2 separate regions of the Rattus norvegicus genome follow, and region 2 is linked to region 1. Evidence: chromatin contacts called from public Hi-C data. All regions are on one chromosome and are shown on one strand. Each heading gives the region's core, a stretch centred on a gene start, on an enhancer-like site or on the middle of the called end of the contact. The rest is flanking DNA. Distances are from core to core; before and after follow the strand shown.

Region 1 (6,808 bases), core at 2,445-4,944:
AATCTTTAAAAAAAGAAAAAGAAAGTATAGTGGGCTGTCTGAAACTCAGCCTGAGGTGGGCAGAAGTCAAGGTGACCCCTGATCCAAGTGGTTTTCTCAGATAAAGTCAATAAGGTAAAACTTACTCACTAACTCTCTCCCCCTCTATCTCCCCCTCCCTGTCCTCCTCCCATCTCTCCTATGTGTGTCTGTCTGTCTCTGTTACTTCTCTGTTGCTGTGACAAAAACCTGCGACCAAGGTTTGCATTCAAGACGGCATTTTATTGGGCTTGTGGTTGCAGAGGGTTAGGGTCCGTGATGGTGGAGCAAAGGCAGGAACACAACGTGAGAGAGGTCAAATTTTGAACCCCAGAGAGAGATTGGGAATGCCTTGCGTCCTTTGAAACCTCAGAGTCTGCCCCCAAGTGACACGCCTCCCCCAACAAGGCCACGCCTCCCCCAACAAGGCCACGCCTCCCCACCCTTCTCAAACCGTTCCACCAGTTGGAGACCAAGTAGTCAAACCTAGGAGCCCTTGGGGGCCATTCTTCTTCACACCGTCACACACCGTTTCTTTCTCTCCTTTGATGCCTTCAACTTCCACACAAGCCTTTCACTCTTAGAATCAACTATGGGGTGTCAGGGTTGGGAGTCGGACGGAAGGGTGGGAGTATGGATAAGCAATTTGTCTGTACTCCGTTTTACATGCCCGGTCTCCTTTCTTTAATGGGATCCGATGCCCTCTTCTGATGTGTCTGAAGACAGCTACAGGGTGCTCATATAAATGAAAATAGATAAATCATTAAAATAAAATAGAAATTAATTTTTGTATATAACTCAGAGTAGGTTTTTGCCTTTTTATTATTTCTGAGAACTGCGTGCATCTATAAAACGAAATGTGATCACATATACCTCTCCTAATTCCCTCCCTCTCTCCTCCAACGGCCCCTTCGGACTTCATGCATTTTTTTCGATAACCCTCCTAATTGTGCGACTCATATGGTATGTAGCTGTCCACTGAGCATGGGAAAACAGCGACGGACACACTTCCTCCAGAAAGAGTGCCTCTGCGTCCCCCAGCAGCTCCCCACCAATGGCTCTTCAGTATGGTGTGGGGCTGGGAGCCATCCACTGTATCGATGCTGGAATTTTGCCTCCTGTGATCTTGCATAGGTCCTATGCAGGTAGCCCTAAGTGCTGTGAGCTCATGAGTACGACGACCCTGGCATTCCCACCCTCTCTTCCACGATGTCCCCTGAGCTTTGGTGCAGGCACAGTCAATGTAGATGGCTTTGTTTAGGGCTGAGCGCTCACTTCCTTATTCTCTGAACTTTGAAGCAATTCCTCTCTCCATGTCTGCTGCCTGCTGTGTGAACGAGCTGCTCTGGCTGAGGTAGGAGAGCATCCCAGGTCTGTGGGTATAAACATAAGCATTTCGAAGGCAATTCAACCACATGACTGTCTTAGTCACTGTTGCAGGGTTCTGAAGAGACACCATGGCCAAGGCAACTGTTGTAAAAGAACGCGTTTAATCGGGGCTGGCCCACAGTTTCAGAGCTTCAGTCCATCGTCATCAGCGTGGCAGCCTGCAGGCGGACACGATGGTGGAGGAGGAGCTAAGAGGTCTGCATCCTGGTCTGCAGAAACGCTGGGCTTGGCGTGGGCTTTTGAAACCCCGAAGCCCATCCCCAGTAACACATTCCTTCAACAGATCCACACCCCCTAATCTTTCTAGTTCTTCTTAAGTAGTGCCACTCCCTGGGGACTAAGTACTCAAATATATGAACCTGTGTGGCTCATTCTTATTCAAACCGACACAATATCCACTTATCGGAATAAACTGGCAGATCACTGGGTCTATGATCTTCTCAACCGAAGGTTTTAAGAGTAGAGTGTAGTAACAGATTCGAAATCGGCTTCTGTTGAGCAGACTCCAAATCCAGTCAGAAATCAGTCAGCTACCCCCATAACAGTTGTACCACTGTTGGACTCATGCATACATCTTCCTTGGCAAGTTGAAATGTTAGCACACATGTGCCACTGGAACTAGCACTAATTCATCTCAGATTAGTGTCTCTCCCGGCGGCTCTCTGCGGACTCTCTGGTTCCAGCCACCCTGTAAAATCAGGACTCAACAAACTGTAACCCAACAATCAGATTTACATGTTAAATTCTCAATCCACAATACATTCACACAATAAACTCACAACCAATTGATAAGGATACAAACCACCCACCTAGATAAGATATAGTTTGCCCATCTAGACAGCCCAAAATCCTGTCTATATCCATCCCTTAAGAATAGTCATAACAACCTGTAAATGGGCAGAGAGAAATCTTAACACTGCCGCCATGTTCTCTCCTCTTCTTCCTCTTCTTCCTCCTCCTCCTCCTCCTCCCCCCCCCCCCTCTGGCCCCCTCTGCCTCTCCAAAACTTTTCTCCCGCCCATCCTTCCTTCTCGTCCAATGACAGGCCTCGTTCTATCCTGTACCTGCCTTCCCCTGCTTAAACGACACCAACCTACAGAAGCTCATAGCGTGGAGAGAACTGGTTGGGATCTGGAAGTATTTCTTTAAAAACCTTTCTGTGGACGTAATGTTTGAGAAATCCGTAATAGATGATGGTGTTATCAGAAAAGCTCACGGTCAGTCTTCTCCGGCACTCTCATCTGTAGTACGGGATGGAGAAACCGCTCGCTGTAAGTGGGGGCAGGGAGATGGACCAGGGCTTACCTGGACCAACACTTCCTGGTCTTGCGGAGTACTCAGAGTCCGCTCCCAGCACCCACACCCAAAGGCTGGCAAGCGACTGTAACTTCAACTGCAGGGTGTCAACACCCTTTTCCGGACTCCGAAGGCGTCTGCATTCATGTGCACACACCCTCACAGACACATACGCATTAAGATAAGTCTTTTATTAAGTGGTGGAAATATCTTGTGTCTGCCTCTATGAGATTCCTCTAGACTTAGAAGCCGGGAATAGTTTTTTTTTTCCCTGTAAATGACCCGGAGAATAATGCATTTGAAGCACAAGTGTAGAGACTAAACAAATAGATTGTCCTTCCTCTGTCGCTATTTACGGCCACATTGTACTCTTTTTTTTTTTTTTCTTTTTTCTTTTTTTTCGGAGCTGGGGACCGAACCCAGGGCCTTGCCCTTGCTAGGCAAGCGCTCTACCACTGAGCTAAATCCCCAACCCCTGTACTCTTTTTTTTTTTTTTTTAAAGATATATTTATTTAATGCACATCTTCAGATGCACCAGAAGAAGGCTACAGATGCTTGCGAGCCACCGTGTGGTTGCTGGGATTTGAACTCAGGACCTCTGGAAGAGCAGTCCGTGCTCGTAACCACTGAGCCATCTCTCCAGCCCCACGTCGCACGTTTTTATTTAATTCTGATAAAGTGAACCCCCAGCTCTGGCGACAGCATTGATACGGCACAATCCCCCCTGCGTCCATCGAGGTCAAATTCAACACCGCGGTACTTCCTGTATTCACAGAGTAAACCTGCGGTCGTGGAAATCCCGTTTACGTAGTGTGGAGATCCTCTGTAAAGCTCCTCTGTGGGGGTGTGACGACTGCGGGCGGGCGTGGGGAACTTGAGCTCCTGCATGAAGCGCAGTAAGAACTTAAGCCCTGATTAGACAGTGCCGCCCCGGGGAAATGAAAGCAAACAGCGTGAAGCAGCAGGGCCGCTGAAACTGTAAAAAGCCCTCGACCTTTGATCGCGAGGAAGCCCTCAGACTGCCTGGTGCACAGCACCTGAGAGTGTTTATTAGAAGAGCCTGTCGCCTACAGGTGCCGCGGGTCCCCTGCCCTCTGGCAAGCTTGACAGTGAACTCTGGGTTTGTTTGGTATTGGAACAATGAGATTTTGTGCAGGGCTCAAAGGCTGCATTTACTGGGTTCAAATCCAATAAAATAAATCCTTGGGGTGTTTTCACCGAGAGAACCCTGGTCATGGCAAAGATCACATGTGCTGACACCGCACCCCACACACCAAGCCTTGATACAGAGCAGACAAGCCAGCCGCTGAGAATCAACACTGTTCCTGCCACTGAGAAAATACTGCTCCGCTTTTCTTCATCCCCAGATTTGTGGCTTTACGGACCCGAAGCACTTAGCTCCCGTCCCTAGTCTGTTCTGCCTCCTTTTCACCCCTCACAAAAGAAGGTCAAAGAACGTCTGCTTTCTTGTCGTCTGTTTGAACGTTGTGTGTATAAGTATGAACATGGTCCTGTGTGGAACATGTTCCTGTGGGTTCATACACATGTGTATGTATAGAAGTGTTCAGAGGTCAGAGGACATCAGGAACTGTCCACTTTGGATGTTGTTGTTTTGTTTTGTTTCGTTTTTTAAGATTTATAGCTGGGTGCCGTGGTGCACTCCTTTTAGACCCAGCACTCCAGAAGCAGAAGGTGGATCTAGATGAGTTCGAGGCCAGCCTGGCCTACAAAGCGAGTTCCAGGACAGCCATGGCTGCATGCATGGAAGAACCCTGTCTCGAAAAGCTTTTAAATGTTTTTTATTATTATTTTCCTAATTATTCATGTGTGTCTATGAGTGGGGTGTGTCCACACGTGTGCAGGCACCTCTGGGAGATGGAGTAGCACGTGTTTACCACACATTAGTGCTAGGAACTAAACTTGGGTCTCCAACCAGAGCAGCTAAAGGCTTTTGATGACTGAGCCACATGCCTTGTTATGGTTTGGGGGAAGGGTGATCGTTTATTATTTGGTTAGTTTCTTTTTAGACAGAGTCTTTCAATGTAGTCCTGACTGTCTTGGAACTGGCTGTGTAGACCAAGCTGGCCTCCAGCTGGAAGACATTCTCCTGCCTGGGATTAAAGGTGTGGCCACCACTGCCCAACCCAGAGCTCCTAAATAAATGAGGCAGCTGGCACAAGCCCTCGGAACACTCCCTTGCCTCTGCCCTCTCAGCTCTGGGATTATAGACGCAGGTCACCAAACCTGGCTTTTTACATGGGTTCTCGGGAATCAAACTCAGGACTTCACATTTGTGCATCAAGCAGTTTACCCACGGAGCCATCTCCCCAGCCCATGCTGAGTTTCCGAAACTTGTTTCCAACTTATCTTTTTTTTTTTTTTTTTTTTTTTTTTGGTTTTTTTTTTTCGGAGCTGGGGACCGAACCCAGGGCCTTGTGCTTCCTAGGTAAGCGCTCTACCACTGAGCTAAATCCCCAGCCCCCCAACTTATCTTAGTGACTCAAAAATAAAAGAGTAGCCATTGGCTTCCCAGTCGGTCCGTGAGCAGCGATTCACTTAGATGAAGTATTTGGGGAGACGACATCTAAGGCAATCAGGAGAAATCTGTCCCGCTCGCTTGTATGTTAGGCTTTGAAAATGGGGTGTGGTCGGAGTTCTCCGATAACCTTGAAGAACCACTCTGGTTATTATCCCCTGGCCGGTGCCTGTAAAGGTCAAAGCTTGGAATAACCAATCCTGCTCGCTACGTGTGGTCAACATATGTGACTTGAAAACGCGTTGGGAGGAAAGCTAAATGAGATCTACCCACCGGGTCTGCCCCAGTCCACACACTCCGATATATGTCCCCTTTCAAACGTTCTCATGACACGTGGGTCTACAAAAGCCTGCAGATGTAAGATCTGCCCCATTCTCAGAACAAAACCAGTAAAGAAAACCCCAAAGAACTCAGCAACCGACTTTCCACCTCCAAGGTGGTGCCAGCGTTTCATCCAGAAAGACGGAAGTCCTTGTAGCCCAACGGAAAGGGACGGGAGATTCTGAGGCAGATCAGCGGGCAGAAAGCTGATCCCAGCCACTGGTTTTGGTTATTTCCAGCTGTAGAAACGGGCAGCTGGGCAGATCTCCCAGGTCCTATTTGGTAAAAAGAAGAGTGTTATTTCCACTCCAAAGCCAAGGCTGTCTCTACGTGAGTGGGTGGACCCGGGAATGTTGGCCCTCCCTAACAACAGAAAGGTTTCTGCTGGGATCCTGTTCCCAGACTGTAAACACTGAGACTCCTCTCCAAACACATAATAAAAATCAACTCCCCTCCCCTTTTTTTTCCTGTGCTGTGTGTATGATTCAAATCTGAATCCTGATAAATATCAGCGTGGAGTCTCCAACTTCATAAACGCTGGAATTTTCCAGAATGCACACAAAAGCTTCTGGTGAGAATGTAGGGTCCCTAGAGATGTTTTCAGGCTTCTACAATGTATGTGTCTCCTGTAGCAATGTTTTTTTGTTTTGTTTGTTTTTGGTTTTGTTTTGAGACAGAGTCTCCTGTAGCCCTGGCTTGCCTTGGATTTACTTCAAAGCTGAGGGTAGACTTGAACTTCTGAGCCTCCTGCCTGTACCTCCCAAGTCCTGGCAGGACAGTAGGGCCTACCACTCCTGAGGTTCTGGGGACTGAGCTCAGGGCCTCTGCCTGCTAAGTAAGCATTCTAACAGGTGATTCTTAGCCCCCCTGCAGCAAGGTTTAGAACTAAAACAAGACAGTAAAAACCTATCCAAGGAAGCAATGACAATAATGTCTGTCCCCCACCCCACCCCACCCCCCAAAAAGCCTGTCTCTACAACTAGAAACTTGGTATCTGTAACTGGAAACACCAAAGAGAGGCTTTAGTCCATTACAAATCTAATCAGAATCAAAGCGTGTTTACTACTAGAGGCGAAAACAGAAATTTTCCCTCAACTGCCTTAGATCAAAAGGCCAATTTTCTCCTGCTTGCTTAGGAAGGAACCTGGCCTGGAAGTCTCTCTTCAGACAGGAGTCATTAAGCCTCTGCATCTGACACCGGATTAGGTCATTTGTTTCTGGGCTGCCTTCCGCCCTTCTCCTACAAC
Region 2 (6,808 bases), core at 2,041-4,540, 73 kb before region 1:
CGGCCCGTGGCGCCGGCAAGATGGATAAGTGTCGTGGTCTCCGTACTGCCCAGAAGCTCCGCAGTCACCGACGGGACCAGAAGCGGCATGATAAACAGTACAAGAAAGCCCACTTGGGCACAGCCCTGAAGGCCAATCCGTTTGGGGGTGCCTCTCACGCAAAGGGAATTGTGCTGGAAAAAGTAGGGGTTGAAGCCAAACAGCCAAATTCTGCCATCCAGAAGTGTGTCAGGGTGCAGCTCATTAAGAACGGCAAGAAGATCACAGCCTTCGTGCCCAATGACGGTTGCTTGAACTTCATTGAGGAAAACGATGAAGTTCTGGTTGCTGGATTTGGTCACAAAGGCCATGCCGTGGGTGATATATTCCTGGAGTCTGCTTTAAGGTGGTTAAAGTAGCCACTGTGTCTCTTTTGGCTCTGTACAAAGGCAAGAAGGAAAGACCAAGATCATAAATTTTTGACAATGGAAACAGAATAATAAATTTTCATATCCAGAAAAAAAAAAAGAATAGCAAGTCGTCCCCTCCCAACCCAGGACTGCTCTACGTGTGTCACAGTGTGAGCACACTTTATCTGGGAGCTCCCCTACGAGATGGGTTTGAGCATCCCCATTTTAAAATCAAATCGTAGCGTGTCTAAGATTTCACAAACCTGGGAAGCAATGTCACTAGGCATCGAAGCTAGACATCCATCCATGAACACAGCGTGTTCACGTCGCACAGGACGACCTAGCCAGAATAAGTATGTATTAGGTACCCTTTGCTGTTGTTGGTCTCATACTGGCTGCTTTGTGTTTTCCTCCAGGGACCAAAGCGGATGTTGGATGCTCAAGTGCAAACGGACCCCGTATCCATCGGACCAGTTGGAAAATCCAAGTAAACAAATCACCTAGCTCCCACCAGGTTCTCCTCCCACTCCATCTCCTGTCTAGACCCACACCGTGTATATATATATATTTTTTTTTTCTTCTGGCCAGCCAATGAAATTCTGCCTGAATTGTTGTAGATCAAGGTGTATTATTTATGACTCTGGTCCAGTCTTTCCTGGCATATAAGTGTATAAATGGGTTAGCAGGTTAACCAGTTGATCTAGGGGAGCAGGTGAGTGCCAGGGTGGGAGGAAGTAAGTAGATAAAGGCATTTGTGTTAAGTTATGAAAAAAAATGGCAGGTATCCAGTAAGGTGCAGAAGAAAAGTGCTTAGGAGAAAAAGAATATCCGGCTCTGTAGCCAGTGTTGCTGTACGCTCTGAACCTGAAGAGGGGAAGGGAAGACTGGCTTAGTTCATTTCACATTTGGGGGAAGGAGGACTCAGGGCAGGCTCTACGTTGGGCACCTGCCAACTTTTGGAATAGAATGTGTGGGCTATAAAAGAATTGGTTTTCAAATAGGGTCCTTGAAAGTTATCGGTGATGGGGAAGTGATTCGCTGAGGAGGGCTCACAGTGATTTGGGGGAACAATTACTTCTGAGGCACAGGGACAAGGGCATGAATTACCAACTTCAAAAGAAAAAAAAAACGGCAAAATGAAAGTTGCAGGTTCGTTTTGCGACACAAGGGGGCGCCAAGACCTCCGCTTTCCCCTTTGCATCCGGTACCCCTAACAAAGATTTGTTTCTGTAATATTTCGTTATTAATGTTTCTCAGATGGCTGAGGGACTTGCTTCATCTGTTCCGTCTGACGCTTATCTCACGCCTGTCTGTAATATCCTAATGTTTTCATAATGTGCTCTGATAAAAACCCTCCCCTAACCCAGTTAATAAAAATTGACAGATTATGCAAATACTTGAGGTGTTTTTTTTTTTTAATTCTTGTACAGAGAACAGAGTTGGACCGTGAGTCCATTAAGACGGAATCGCAAAGCAGCGTTTGATTGACTGATAATCCTTTGTATCGTACCTTTCTTTTTCCAATTTAATAAAAAAAAATGAATTTTAGAAAAGCTTTTGACTCTAAACTTCAAATGCAGCTCGCTGACTCTCTCTGCAAGGGTTGTGTCTTTCTAAGCAGCTGAAAATCAGTGTCCATTACGGATGCCCACACACATTCAATACACCTTCACACGCAACTCCGTGTACACGAACCTTCATACTTACTACGTTCTCATAGAGACAAGGACAGATAGGTGTACACCTACGCCTGAACTTAAATTCACAGCCTCTGTCCCAGCAAACGAGGTTTGGCCACCAGTCCCTTCATAAGTCCATTAAAAGAGCCAAATTAATGATTAAAAAAACAAAACAAAATACAGATGACTCAATGCGGCCACACTGGGAAGAGGGAGAAAGAGATCCAAGAGTCTCTCCCACCTCCCACAGTCCATCTTCAAGGTCCTTCAAATAGAAAGCAGGAAGCCCAGGTGAGGTTCTCTGCCCACCTCTACCTCAGCTTCACGTCTCTCCTTACGAGCTGTAAACCTTGCTCCAGTAAACAAACACCTCCTCCGGCACCCCTCCCCCACTCCACCCACCCAGGGCTTCAGCTTTCTCCTTCTCCTCTTGCAGACTCCTGGGGAAATTTTAACTTCTCGGGGTTGGTTGTTTCAATAGTAGGATAGTCAAAGAAGATTGCATGCGTTCCTTCAGAATATATTCATTCTTTCATTCTTGCCAGACTGGTAAATATTCATTCTCTCTCTCTCTCTCTCTCTCTCTCTCTCTCTCTCTCTCTCTCTCTCTCTCTCTCTCCCCCTCCCCCCACATGAGAACTATCACAGGGGTCAGAAATGTTTATTGAATATCTTGTCCTAGCACGGATGAGAGCACAGGAGCCACACCTAGAACAGATTGGGAAATTGGTAATGTAGCCACAGCACAGCCATGTCTGTAAGCCCCCACATGTGGAGGAAGAAAGGCGGTATAGCCATGTGGCCTGCCTGCCAGCTCGCTGACTGCATTCTAGGGTTCAAATACAGACCAGAAGTGGCTTCCTTTAAGCTAAACTTGCTTCCTGGGTCCTCAGGACCTGATTTGGAAATCACTGTGTGTTCCTTGCTGGGTTCAGAGCCCCCATGTCCCGTGCTCCGCTCCGTGTCATTCCGTGCTAGAAGGTTTTGCTGGAAAGATTGGGGGTGGAGTGTTAAAAGCACCTTGGGAAAACTAGAAGAAGTGGCCACACTACCCAGTCCCACCAAGTCGCCACCAATGAGACCAGCCTGCTGACAGTTCCTTTGTCTGCAAAGCCCTGGGGGCGACGCCTGCTGTGACCTTTTGCCAGCCTCTGGGCCAGCGCGGTGTGTAGAGGAAGTTGGCCAGTTTCACCTTACAGGGCACCAGCTCCTTCGGCTGAGATGAGAGAAGTTTCCAGGCAGGATAGGGAGGTGCAGAAGCAGTGGGGAGTGACTGACTCGGGCCACCAGGCAATAACACCCTCCCGCTTCCGGAAGGCAAACACAGGTTGGGGTGGGGGAGGGGCTCTCTGAGAGAAGCCCTGCAAAGCCCCTCCCGGGCTTTTATTCCTGGTCCTAACCCCTCCTGGGCAAAAAAAGTGGGTGCGCTTAACAAAATTGTGGTTTTGCTTTTGTTTTTGTTGAGGCCAGGAAATTTAAGCCACAAACTCAATGATTCATTGCAGGGACCCTAAACCCAGCTGTAGTTTTAAGAAGCAAGTTTTGCGCTTTCGTGCGAAAGTTGTGTGTTTTCAGTCGCAATCCTGTCTCTGATGCCGCCTTCACTAACTGCCCCAGCAAGACACTCCCCAAATCCGCACAGAAAGTCCACGGGAGTCAGAGGGGTTAGGGGCTGAAAGCTGGGCCCCACAGAGCCCAACCAACCTCTGGCAGGTCGAGTGAGGAGCAAACCTGACAGGCAGCAAAACATTCTGGAATACTGTCCCCAAAGAAATTCAAATTAAGACGTGCGGGAGGAGAGGGACAAAGGTGCCCGATTGTCACCATGAGTCTTTAACGATTCGCTGATTTATTTGTAGGTGCTCAGGGAAGTGTCTCCTCTCCCTTGCCAAGAAGACGTGTCTTTTCCAAGAATGGAGCTAGTGAGACGAAATGTCCGGCATTGTGCGTGCAAGTTACACACACATACACACACACACACACACACACACACACACACCCCACACACACTCATGTGCACACACATGCATGCACATTCCCAAGGATGCCTTCCAGTTCCTGGTGACAGAAACTGTTTGCCTCATATCCATAAGAGAATTCACTCAAAGGAGCAGTTGTTCCCAGCAGCCTGAGGCCACTCCTGGATTCATCCTCTGGGGAATGAGCCACAAACCCTGAGAGCTGCCAAAAGCTGGGAGGGGAAAGAGAAAGCCAGAGAGAATACTGGTTTTGTTTGTAGCTTGTAGCTCGTTAAACACAGGTATATTTCTCTCTCTCTCCCCCTACCTTCCTCTCGTCTCTCCTCTCCCCCTCCCCCTCCAATCCCTACCTCCAAGCATCATGTAAACAGTCCAGATACACTGGGGGGACAGTCTAACAGCCCCCACAGGGCAGTAGGGGTCTCATTAGATTTAAGAAGCCGTACCCCTCTGGCTCCCCTCAAAGATCCAAAAGAAGTCTAGGTGCCCCCATCCAGGATATGCAGGTGTGGTCTCTTCTGTCCCATAGCCCCAGGCTAGTCTTTGGCCTGAAGCTATAAACCAGAGCTTGAGATGTAACTCAGAGGTACAGTACCGACCCAGCACAAACGAGGCCTGTGTTCCATTTCCAGCACTGCAGGGTGGAGGGGCTTCAGCATGGTCATTAGCACAAGTGGGAGAGAAAATCCCTCCTACCCACCTACCTGGGAGGAAGGAGAGGGAAGGGGCAGCAGTTACCCACTTTCCCACGGTGCAAACCCCGAGATTAGGGATGGGCTGCTGGCGGGGCTCGGTTTTAACCACTCTCTATGTCCTCTTCAGAGCCCTAAGTAAGCTGTTTGGCACAGTGTGTAGAGTCCGTGTTTGTCCCTGGTCAGGACTGTGTTTACTCTATGGAAAGTGAGTCCCCTGAAAATGACCGCCTGTTAGCAACAAGGGGGAAAAAATGACAGCAAGCAACTTCCAAACAAACATTGATTATTGATTGAGTCTTTAATGTAGGCAGACACTAGCCAGGGAGCGCTTCTCCCGGGTTGGACTTTTTTTTTTCCTTGCTTCTGTATGGCCACCCATAATGCTACCTCTCACTCCTCTAAACCCTGGGGCCTCTAACTTGCCAGGCAGAAGCGAACCACATGATTTAACAGAAACCAGGATAGAGGTCACGCTGCCTGACAGGATCTCACGCACAGCCTTCCTGATGCATTATCCAATTTACAGCTGTGTCCCCCGCCCCCTCCACGCTTCGTCCCCCGCCCCCTGCACTGAATTTAAGTGCTTCCTTACACTTCCTTAGGAGCTGATTGGCAGGAATCTGTATGCATTAGTTTCAGATTTCCAAATAGGTGCTTCCTGACAAAATGGCCCCAGCTGGCAACTATTGCCTTTGAAGGATCTCACGTCTTGAGAGTGACAAATGTCATTCAAGCGCCTTTTATATAATCCGACCATATGGGGGCGCCCAGGAACTGGGTTCTGCAGGCTGACCAAGCGGCTTTGGCCTACCCAGGAAATTGAACCAAGAGCCTGTCTGTTGATTAACTTCTAGAATACTGTCAAGTTTCGCCAAGAGAACACGGGAAGGCTTGAGAGAAACCGGGCAGGCCAGTTGCTGTCTACGATCCCCACAACCCTCCAAAGAGGACCCAGATGGGATTTCTGTTCCTATCTGTCCCCCACCTTGTAAGAAGAAGCTCTAGGGAAAATGTGCGATTGCAAAGTATTCAAGCAACCTTGACTGCTTGTATCATGCTCCGCAACCTGCACCAGCTCCCTACGCACACGCACGCGCGCATGCGCACGTGCTCGATTAGCAATCGAATGAGCTAGTATTCCCTCCTGTAGTAAGGAGATGGCAATGGTGGGGTTTACACTGGTCACCGTTAACAGTGCGGTGGCGAACACGGTGAATGGCAGCCATGGCGGCATAGAAAAGCCGGAGCCTAAGTAACAGAGGCCCCCTACTCACGTGACCGACCAATACTAGCCATGAAGGGGATTTACCCGATGCGCGCGGTGTTTGCGACAACCTTGGCTCTGGTTCTCAGAGGCTGTTCTGACGTGACAATGGGAAGCATCCTTACATCTAACAGGTGTTGTGCCACGGCCTGGCTCTGGTCCTGAAAGGCTTTGCTCTGCCTTGTTTTGTGGGTTAACTTTGGACTAAAACTAGTGACAGGTGACAAGTGCCCTTCTAGGCAAGGGGATTATGGGATTATTATGATCACTTTCACCTGAGTGTTTGAGAAGACGGCTACGATGACTGCAATGACCAAACCGACCACGCCTATGAAGTTTCTGCTAACAGGACCTGTGTGAGCCAAAGCTCAGCCTCCACAGCACCATTGTTAGGCGCTGGGCTTCTCCGGACCACGCCCTCTCTGGGCTTCATGGTCACTGTCAGGTGGTCTAGAAGGATGCCTGGGCATGGTGGATGCTCAGTAAATGTCACTCGAACTGCTAGGTTGATGTGCAGATATTCCACAGCCACTGGTCCTGAGAGTAGGTCATCAGATGCTCGAGTGAGCTTCCCTTAGCTCCGAATGTTTGATCACGCTAATCGCATCTACCTATCAGGTGGCCCGCTCGGTGGCTCTCTCTGGATTGTCCTGAACCAGTAGCTGCCGCACTGACCAAGTGCCTTGATAGGGATTCAGGGCCCTCACAGTCTAATCCAGACACTCTGACCAAAAAGTTTCCAGAGTGGGACCCAGTCATCCGTGTCCTTAAGTAGCCTCCAAGCAGTTCCAATGTAGGAGAA

Evidence for each region. Hi-C and Micro-C count contacts between places; a contact is called where the count stands out from the background.
Region 2: a contact with region 1 is called in a Hi-C map of psoas muscle, with 2.3 times the contacts expected there. The contact joins two enhancer-like sites. A contact is called at or near these places in 3 of 12 Hi-C or Micro-C datasets (the Rat2 cell line, Schwann cells and psoas muscle).

Annotation. Positions count from the first base shown.
Region 1 is chr3:179,476,932-179,483,739 of GRCr8, reverse strand. No RefSeq gene overlaps it. Among named protein-coding and RNA genes, the nearest start is that of Bcas1, 160 kb to the left of the region's middle. Within about 2 kb of position 3,694, at least 17 of the 93 cell types and tissues checked have an H3K27ac peak or open chromatin away from gene starts, as enhancers often do.
Region 2 is chr3:179,549,888-179,556,695 of GRCr8, reverse strand. Bcas1 (brain enriched myelin associated protein 1) reads left to right here. Exons shown (of 13, transcript NM_001415675.1): 13 at 806-1,942. The coding sequence ends at 880. It also overlaps the pseudogene Rps23-ps5. Among named protein-coding and RNA genes, the nearest start is that of Bcas1, 84 kb to the left of the region's middle. Within about 2 kb of position 3,290, at least 8 of the 93 cell types and tissues checked have an H3K27ac peak or open chromatin away from gene starts, as enhancers often do.